Regions from separate parts of the Mus musculus genome. Here region 1 is linked to region 2. A link is a contact called in public promoter capture Hi-C data. All regions are on one chromosome and are shown on one strand. Each heading gives the region's core, a stretch centred on a gene start, on an enhancer-like site or on the middle of the called end of the contact. The rest is flanking DNA. Distances are from core to core; before and after follow the strand shown. Region 1 overlaps Gtf3c1 (general transcription factor III C 1). Region 2 overlaps Nsmce1 (NSE1 homolog, SMC5-SMC6 complex component).

Region 1 (3,449 bases), core at 452-2,951, 190 kb after region 2:
CTGGGAGCTGGGATCCACTCAGGCATGGGTGGGACAACTAGCTTTGGGCATAAGCACCCTGTAGTGAGTGGCACCCAATCCAAGTCGGGCTGGTCAAGACTCACATTCTCCATCTTGGCTTGTATCTTCCATGAAGAGACTGAGGACAATAACATTCTCCCTCAGCCATACCCTATCACAGGTGATTTGTAACTGACTGTACACCACCATTTTCTATCAGAGCTGCTGGGCACAGCATTGCTGGCCACCTGCCAGCCTGTCCATGTCTGTGAGGAAAGTGGAATATGGCAAAGGAGAAACAGGTCCACCAGAAAGGCCTGGCCAGCTAGAGCCTACCATGTCTGCTGTCAGGGAAAGGAAAGGCTTAGGCAGAGATAGCTGACCTTGGCTTGTTTTTTTTTTTTTTTAATCCTACTTCCAGGTGAGCACATGACCCCATCCCCAGGACACAGTCCAGGAGACAGACACAGGAGGACAGAACCCCGGCCTGCTGACCTTGAAGCCTCCCCCGCCCCCCCCCCCCCCCCCCCCGCCCTTTTTCTTTCTTTGTCCCGGGCTATGCTGGGATTAGGCAGTCCAAGCTTCAGACTTCATTCTCTGCCAACTCTCTATCACCTTGACACACCTCTCTGGTGTTTCCTCTTCTGAAGAATGGGACTAGGTGGATATTTTTCCTTCAGAGAAAATTCATTCAGGTAGGAAACAAGAACATTCTACAAATAAGAACAAGCAGCTTCATAGAAAAAGGCCCTAGGCATGTAGTGTGGAGACCCACGGGGCTGGTCATTCCGTGGCCTGTGACTGTAGCTGACTTGCAGTGCAGAGTCACGATGTGCCCAGGCTCCCTGTCTGATCTGGAACAAGAACTATATAAGAGATTCTTCTGTCCCTCCTCCCACCCTACCCGATTCTTGCACTGGTAGCATGCTGTAGGCCTCTGTAGGTATCTCCCAACTTCACAGAATCTCTCTGGCTCTCCCTCCTTAGTCCCCTGGGGAAGGGCCAGAAGGCCTATAAGGAGATAGTAGGTTGACTTCGCAGCCAAGAAAATGCTTTGTGATTCCTGGGTACCTGCTGTCCCCATTAAGACCTGGGCCCCACCTAAAAGTATCTGGGGGCAACCAGTCCTGCCAAGGGGATACAGTGTGTTTTGCTGAGTGATCCTCAGTCTGTCATGCTTCTCCCAAGAGTAAGCTCTACGAAGAGTTCCTAGGACTGCTCTGATCACAGCAGCATCAGTCAGTGTCCCTCACCTCTGTATGGGGATAACTAGGGCAGACGCATAGTGAACCAGCAGCCTTGAGAGCCTTGCTCTGCATCTGCTCCCAAGGGTGAGCTATAAGATCGTGTACATGGAAATGCTCAGAACCACTTCCAGATTCTGGACTCCACACCCGAGTCTGAGCAGTGAGTGAAGGAGGAGAAAGGGTGGAGTGCTGGAACACGGGCCTCGGCACAGCCTAGCTGTGAATATGGCTTACTTGTAGTTCATGAAAGCCTGGGGATTTTTGACTATGTAGCGAGCTCTTCGTCCAACCGAGTGAGAGGTTTTATCCAAAGACTCTTCAAAGGTAGCATGCAAAATGTCCCGCACGACCTGCCAGGTGACAAATGGTCCTTTCACCTAGTTCAAATATAGAGTGTGACAGTTAGTATCTGCAGAGTCCATTTTCAGGACAGCTAACAGAAAGGATTGGGAACGAATGTATCCTGGGAGCCTGTTTCCCCAAGGAGGTCAAAGTGCTCACTTCATGTTTGCCTACCTACCCTGTGCCAGTACAGGAAAAGAGGTCAAGCCCTCAACATCATATGGAGCTGTGTGTTCTGACAAGCACTGAGAGGGGGGTCTTAGTATCAGGTAAAGTTAAGAGTAAATGTGCTTTGGTATGGTAGTCTTTCTTTCTTTTTTTTCACATTGAGATAGGGTTCTCTCTTGTGTGGTCAGGGCTGGCCTGGAACTCCTGACTCCTAGGATCAAAGGTATTCATCACCTTGCTGGAGAGGTAGAGTTTTAAAGACTGACACATTCTGTATCATGAGCATCTGCAGCATCCACAGTGGTAGAAATGAACTAAGATGCAGACTCAGGACATGTCAGAAAACACACAGGAAGGGACTCAAAGACAGGTGACATTTCTAACTCTAATAAGATGTCAGCAAGTTCTAGTGAAGAATGGTTGGCTACGTGATGAGGGAGGAGAGGCATTCCTCGCCACCAGCATTGCAATAAAGAGCCACGTGAGAGGTAGCAGATAGAGTTCAGGGTGGTAATGGGCACCCTCTATCTTCCTTAGGAAAAGTAGGGATGAGATTTAGGAGAGGGTGGGGTACAAGGGTTAGAGACAAATGGCTTCTCCTGGCTGCTGTGCTGGTGATGAGGACAGTCAGCTCTTAGGCCTGCTGTCCCTGTTGGCATCACTGCCTGCCGGGGCCCTGACCCTGCTGACATGGAGCTCATGTCCTGCTGCCCTCTGGAAAGAAGCATGAGTGTGCTCATGCCTGGCTGCACAGCATGCTGGCAGCAAGGAGAGCCGGGGTCCCGAGGTGCTGTCGGAATGTGAAGCCAGGCAACGCTGGCTGAGCTGTGGAGCCTGTCACCACGAGAAGCAACGAAGGGTAAGCAGGGAAGTTACAGTGAGTCTGGAACACAGAGCATAGGGCTATGGCCAGCAAAACAAATGTCAAGTGTCTCTGCCTTAGGGGACAGCTACTCCAGAGTCCATGGGTACCACAACTGCAGAGCCAAGGCAGAAAGCAATGGTTCACGGTACAGAAGACACCAAGCCTCTACAGGCAGACAACATAGAATGAATGGGCAGACAAGAGCAAAATGGCTTGACCTACTCCACTGCAGCCAGGCAGAAGTGCACATGCGTCTGAAGGCTAGGAGAAATGTAGGCTGGTAGTATAAGTGCATGGGATTCTGGGAAATGCTTTTCTGGGCAGCCTCTAGGAATGGGAAACAAGTTCAGAGCCACACCTCTCAAAATCTAGCAAAGGGCTGCTCCCAGGGGACGGGGATGCTCCCAGGGGACGGGGGTGATGGAGGTACCTTGGTGTTGAGGACGTTGCTGGCGATCCGGCAGAGCATTAGCAGCCCATCCTCCTGCATGGACCAAGAGACACGCAGCCGGGTCATCATCCGGAGGGCGTTCTGGTCAGCCTCATCTTGGTAGCGTAGCTTTTTGCTTTTGGCTTCTGGATGCTCTCCTAGAAACACAAGAAGAAAGGAGAGGGTCCTTCAGCAACTGGCTTGAGCTAGCTTTTCTTCCCCAACTACACTGTTAAGAAGTGACCAAGCCTGCCAGCTACTAGATAATGCCCAGCTCCAAACAAGCAAACCATGAAGGGTTCACCATCTTCTGACAGCTCTTTTACCCATTTTCTTTGGCTGAGTATCATGGGTTCAGGTGAGGCAATGTGAATGTAGCCCTCACTCCACAGCCAAA
Region 2 (3,342 bases), core at 467-2,966:
AGTGGGGCCCCTACAGAACTCACAGCAGCCCTGCCCAGAAAGTGGAGGAGCCCAGAGGTGCTCTCCCAACCGCGACCCCTACTGCCTGAGCCTGTGCCTTCCTTCACCAGATACATGGTGAACGAGAACTCAAGGGATACCCAGTGACAGGACTGAGAAGATTGAGGGGCTGATGGGTGGCAAGGTGGAGGGCCTCCATGCTCCCCTCCACAACAGCTCACAGATTTTTTTCAGGACTCCCATTAAACCCTTGCAGCCAAAAAAAAAAAAAAAAAAAGCTGAGCAGTGGTGGCACACACCTTTAATCCCAGCATTCTTTGGGAGGCAGAGGCAGGCAGAATTCTTAGTTCGAGGCCAGCCCGGTCTACAGAGTAAGTTCCAGAACAGCCAGGGCTACACAGAGAAACCCTGCCTTGAAAAAAAAACAAAACAAAACAAACAAACAACAAAAAAGAAAACGCTTGCAGCAGCTCCAAGCTGTCTACAGAAGGGACAGCCAGCAACTTCATTCTGAAAGGCATCTGATAAGCCTTCCATTGATTCCAGCCTCTTCCACTTGTGGCTGCAGCACTTAAGACAGACCATGTGAAAGTCAGGGAACACAGGCTCTCCTCTCAGAGGTCATGGAAAGCTTACAATAGAGAAGGGCCCACAGACAGGCCGGGCTCAACTGCTAGCACACAGACTGTGCACTCCTGAGTGAACGGGGAGGCCCCAGGGTACCTCAATCAACCACTTGCTCTGCACAAACTTCTGCAGCACCTGCTCGGCCTCCTTCTTCCTCATCTTTTTCCCTTTGAGTTGATCAACTAGGTTCAAAATGTTTGTAGAAGAAGCAAAGCCAGTTTCTGAGTCAACGATCAGTTCCAGCTGCAAGAGAAAGAGGTGCCTTATTCATCTATTTGAATAACAAACTCGACACCTAAGCCTCCAGCCAGCCCTGGTAGGAGAAGCTGCATGGACCCACACCAGGCACATCCCTACGACAGGTGCTAGGTATCCAATGTGCACACAGGTTGTGGCCCTTGTCCTAGCTTTATTCTCCACACACTGTAGACAGCCTAGGAGCACCACAAAATGGTTAAACTAGAAAGTCTACCTGCCTCGATGGGCCCAGTCAAGCTGAAACTGGAGAGGGGCGCTCCTTTCCCACCTTCCCCAGAGCTGCTATGTGCTCCCAGGACTCAGAACGTCTTAGCCAGGTGTGTGGCACATGGGCTGAGCACACTGCTACAAAGCTTGGACAAACCGTCCAGTGAGCGCCTCATTAAAGTGCAGGGCTGGGTTTGGAGCATTCTGGGCCAGGGACTGGGACCCATGCACTCCCACGAGTTCTCAGGTGCTCTGTTTGACAGGTAGCTTAAGGCCTGTCACTCCCTGTGAGACCCAGGAAGCTGGGAAGCATGACAGTGGCCTCCACAATTGCCGTTTCTATTTCCTCCCGTTAGAAACGCTGCATATGGTAGCAATGAGTACTGTACTCACAGCCTTTCTAAACAGATCCAGCTCGTTCTCTGCAAAATCCGTAGCCATTTTGGAAACTGAAGTTGTAGCAAGATTCACCTAAAAATAAACCACATAAGGATCAGGCCACGTGTCCACCACAAAGCTGATCACTTTCTCACCCCTCTCTCAGAAGCATGGGTCCCGCACGAGCCACTGCAGAGCCCTCTGAGCCAGTTTCTCAAAATGCCACTAGAGGGCGCTGCCTCGCATACCAGTGCATAAATGGGTCTCCCATCATCTTCCGTGACTCCTTTCTTTATCTCAATATACAGAGACTCCAGGACACTGTTGATGTTGTTGATGAAGTCCTCCAGCTTATCTACAGTCGCATTTCCTGGAAATAAGCAGGCAGGGATGGGAGTGGATTCGTCGAAAAAGCACACACAGCCTGTTTCAATCTCTGGCCCCTGACCACACTAGCAGCCCCAACAGAAATGTTTTGGCTTTCTTGGGCCAATGCCAATATTGTGGTTTCTTTCTTCCCGGAGTGCTCAAAGATAAGCTGAGACAGATGGTGTAGTGAGGCAGAAAGGCGGACAAGATTGTTATCTCAGACCACTGAGACAGTAGCCTTCCTTCCTCTTCCCCAAGGCTTCATGCTGCACCAGTGGCCCTCCACAGCTCCCTCCTCCTAGAAAGCTAGCCAGGACACATCTGAAGGCCTTGGGCCAGCCCAGGCCTGAGCCACAACAGGGTAAGTGAGGCACTCACAGCAGAAGAGGCCCTGTTCTAAGCATAATCCAAGCAGCTATTGCCCAAGTGTCCTCCCACTGGCCCTTCTCGGGCCCTGGCAGCTCTGAGCACAGGCAGAGACGGTGTGAACTGTGGGAGCCTGGCTCTAGCGGAAGCTCCTGCTATGCCACCATCAGGAGGCCACCAGCCATCAGGAGGCCACCAACAGGGACCTTTTTGAGAGCCATGAGTCTGAGGAGGGGAAAAGGTCCAGAAGCAGGGGGCTTGGGTGAACAGATACTAACAGCTGGTGAGAAAGACCAGGAAAGGATGCAAAGGGAGAGGGCATGTGTTACACATCCCAGCTTGGAGAGTCAGCCCCTCTGTCGGCTACAGAACCTGCTCTAACACAGTGAAGGCATACGGCCAGCTTCATACACTAGAATTACCGATCTGCAGTGTGATACTTTCAAGACCAGAGTATACCTGTTTTCACTTATTAAAATAATGTCAAAGGATTTATACTTTAGAGTTACTTTGGGAAGCCCAGCAGTGGTAGCTCACGCCTTTTAACGCCAGCACTCGGGAGGCACAGGTAGGCCTCAGAGTTTAACAGGCAGCCTGGTCTGCAGACTGAGTTTAGGGACAGCCAGGGCGACACAGAGAAACCCTGTCATGAAAAAAAACAAAACAAAACAAAAAAAAAACAAGCAAAAAAAAATTTTAAATAAAGAAAAAAAAACAAAAAACAGAACCACTGAGAAAAAAACTGCAGGAAAAACAAAAACAGAAACAGACACCATGCCACCATTTATGTTACTAAGCTTACTAAGGCTTGCACTAGAAAGAAGACTCATCTAAAGGGTCAGTCTCACTTCCTACAGAAAGTGGGCATTTCTAACACTGTGTAACAAAAATAAAGCCAGCTTAAAAGACAAAAGGTAATATTGGTAGCAGGGGAAGACATGCAACATTAAGGGCAAACAAAGACCCAGACTCATGGGTTCACAGTAATAGCAACATACATGTGCTGCAGTGGCTCTTTGTCCCTTTGTTTAATAAATCCAAGTTAAATGAAAAATCAGTATCAGCTATTAAGTGGAAAACAATGATGCGGGAGGAGGAAGCCAGGACTCAGAGCTGACATTCGCACCTCCCACTGCG

What was found. Capture Hi-C pulls out chosen DNA fragments and counts their contacts.
Region 1: a contact with region 2 is called in a promoter capture Hi-C map of liver. The contact joins two enhancer-like sites. A contact is called at or near these places in 2 of 39 promoter capture datasets (embryonic stem cells and hematopoietic stem and progenitor cells), 2 of 15 datasets of contacts at CTCF or cohesin (CD8 T cells and large pre-B cells), 81 of 484 Hi-C or Micro-C datasets (the AML12 cell line, B cells, the BV-2 cell line and 55 more), 13 of 115 datasets of contacts at active chromatin or transcription factors (the 230-238 cell line, the HPC-7 cell line, acute myeloid leukemia and 8 more) and 4 of 9 other capture datasets (adipose tissue, embryonic stem cells, liver and 1 more).

The regions. Positions count from the first base shown.
Region 1 is chr7:125,656,005-125,659,453 of GRCm38.p6, forward strand. Gtf3c1 (general transcription factor III C 1) reads right to left here. Exons shown (of 37, transcript NM_207239.1): 24 at 3,053-3,210; 25 at 1,482-1,624. Among named protein-coding and RNA genes, the nearest start is that of Gtf3c1, 50 kb to the right of the region's middle. Within about 2 kb of position 1,702, at least 5 of the 459 cell types and tissues checked have an H3K27ac peak or open chromatin away from gene starts, as enhancers often do. A contact at or near this core is called in liver, where this site is marked.
Region 2 is chr7:125,470,390-125,473,731 of GRCm38.p6, forward strand. Nsmce1 (NSE1 homolog, SMC5-SMC6 complex component) reads right to left here. Exons shown (of 8, transcript NM_026330.4): 3 at 1,719-1,840; 4 at 1,486-1,563; 5 at 724-870. Among named protein-coding and RNA genes, the nearest start is that of Nsmce1, 19 kb to the right of the region's middle. Within about 2 kb of position 1,717, at least 173 of the 459 cell types and tissues checked have an H3K27ac peak or open chromatin away from gene starts, as enhancers often do. A contact at or near this core is called in liver, where this site is marked.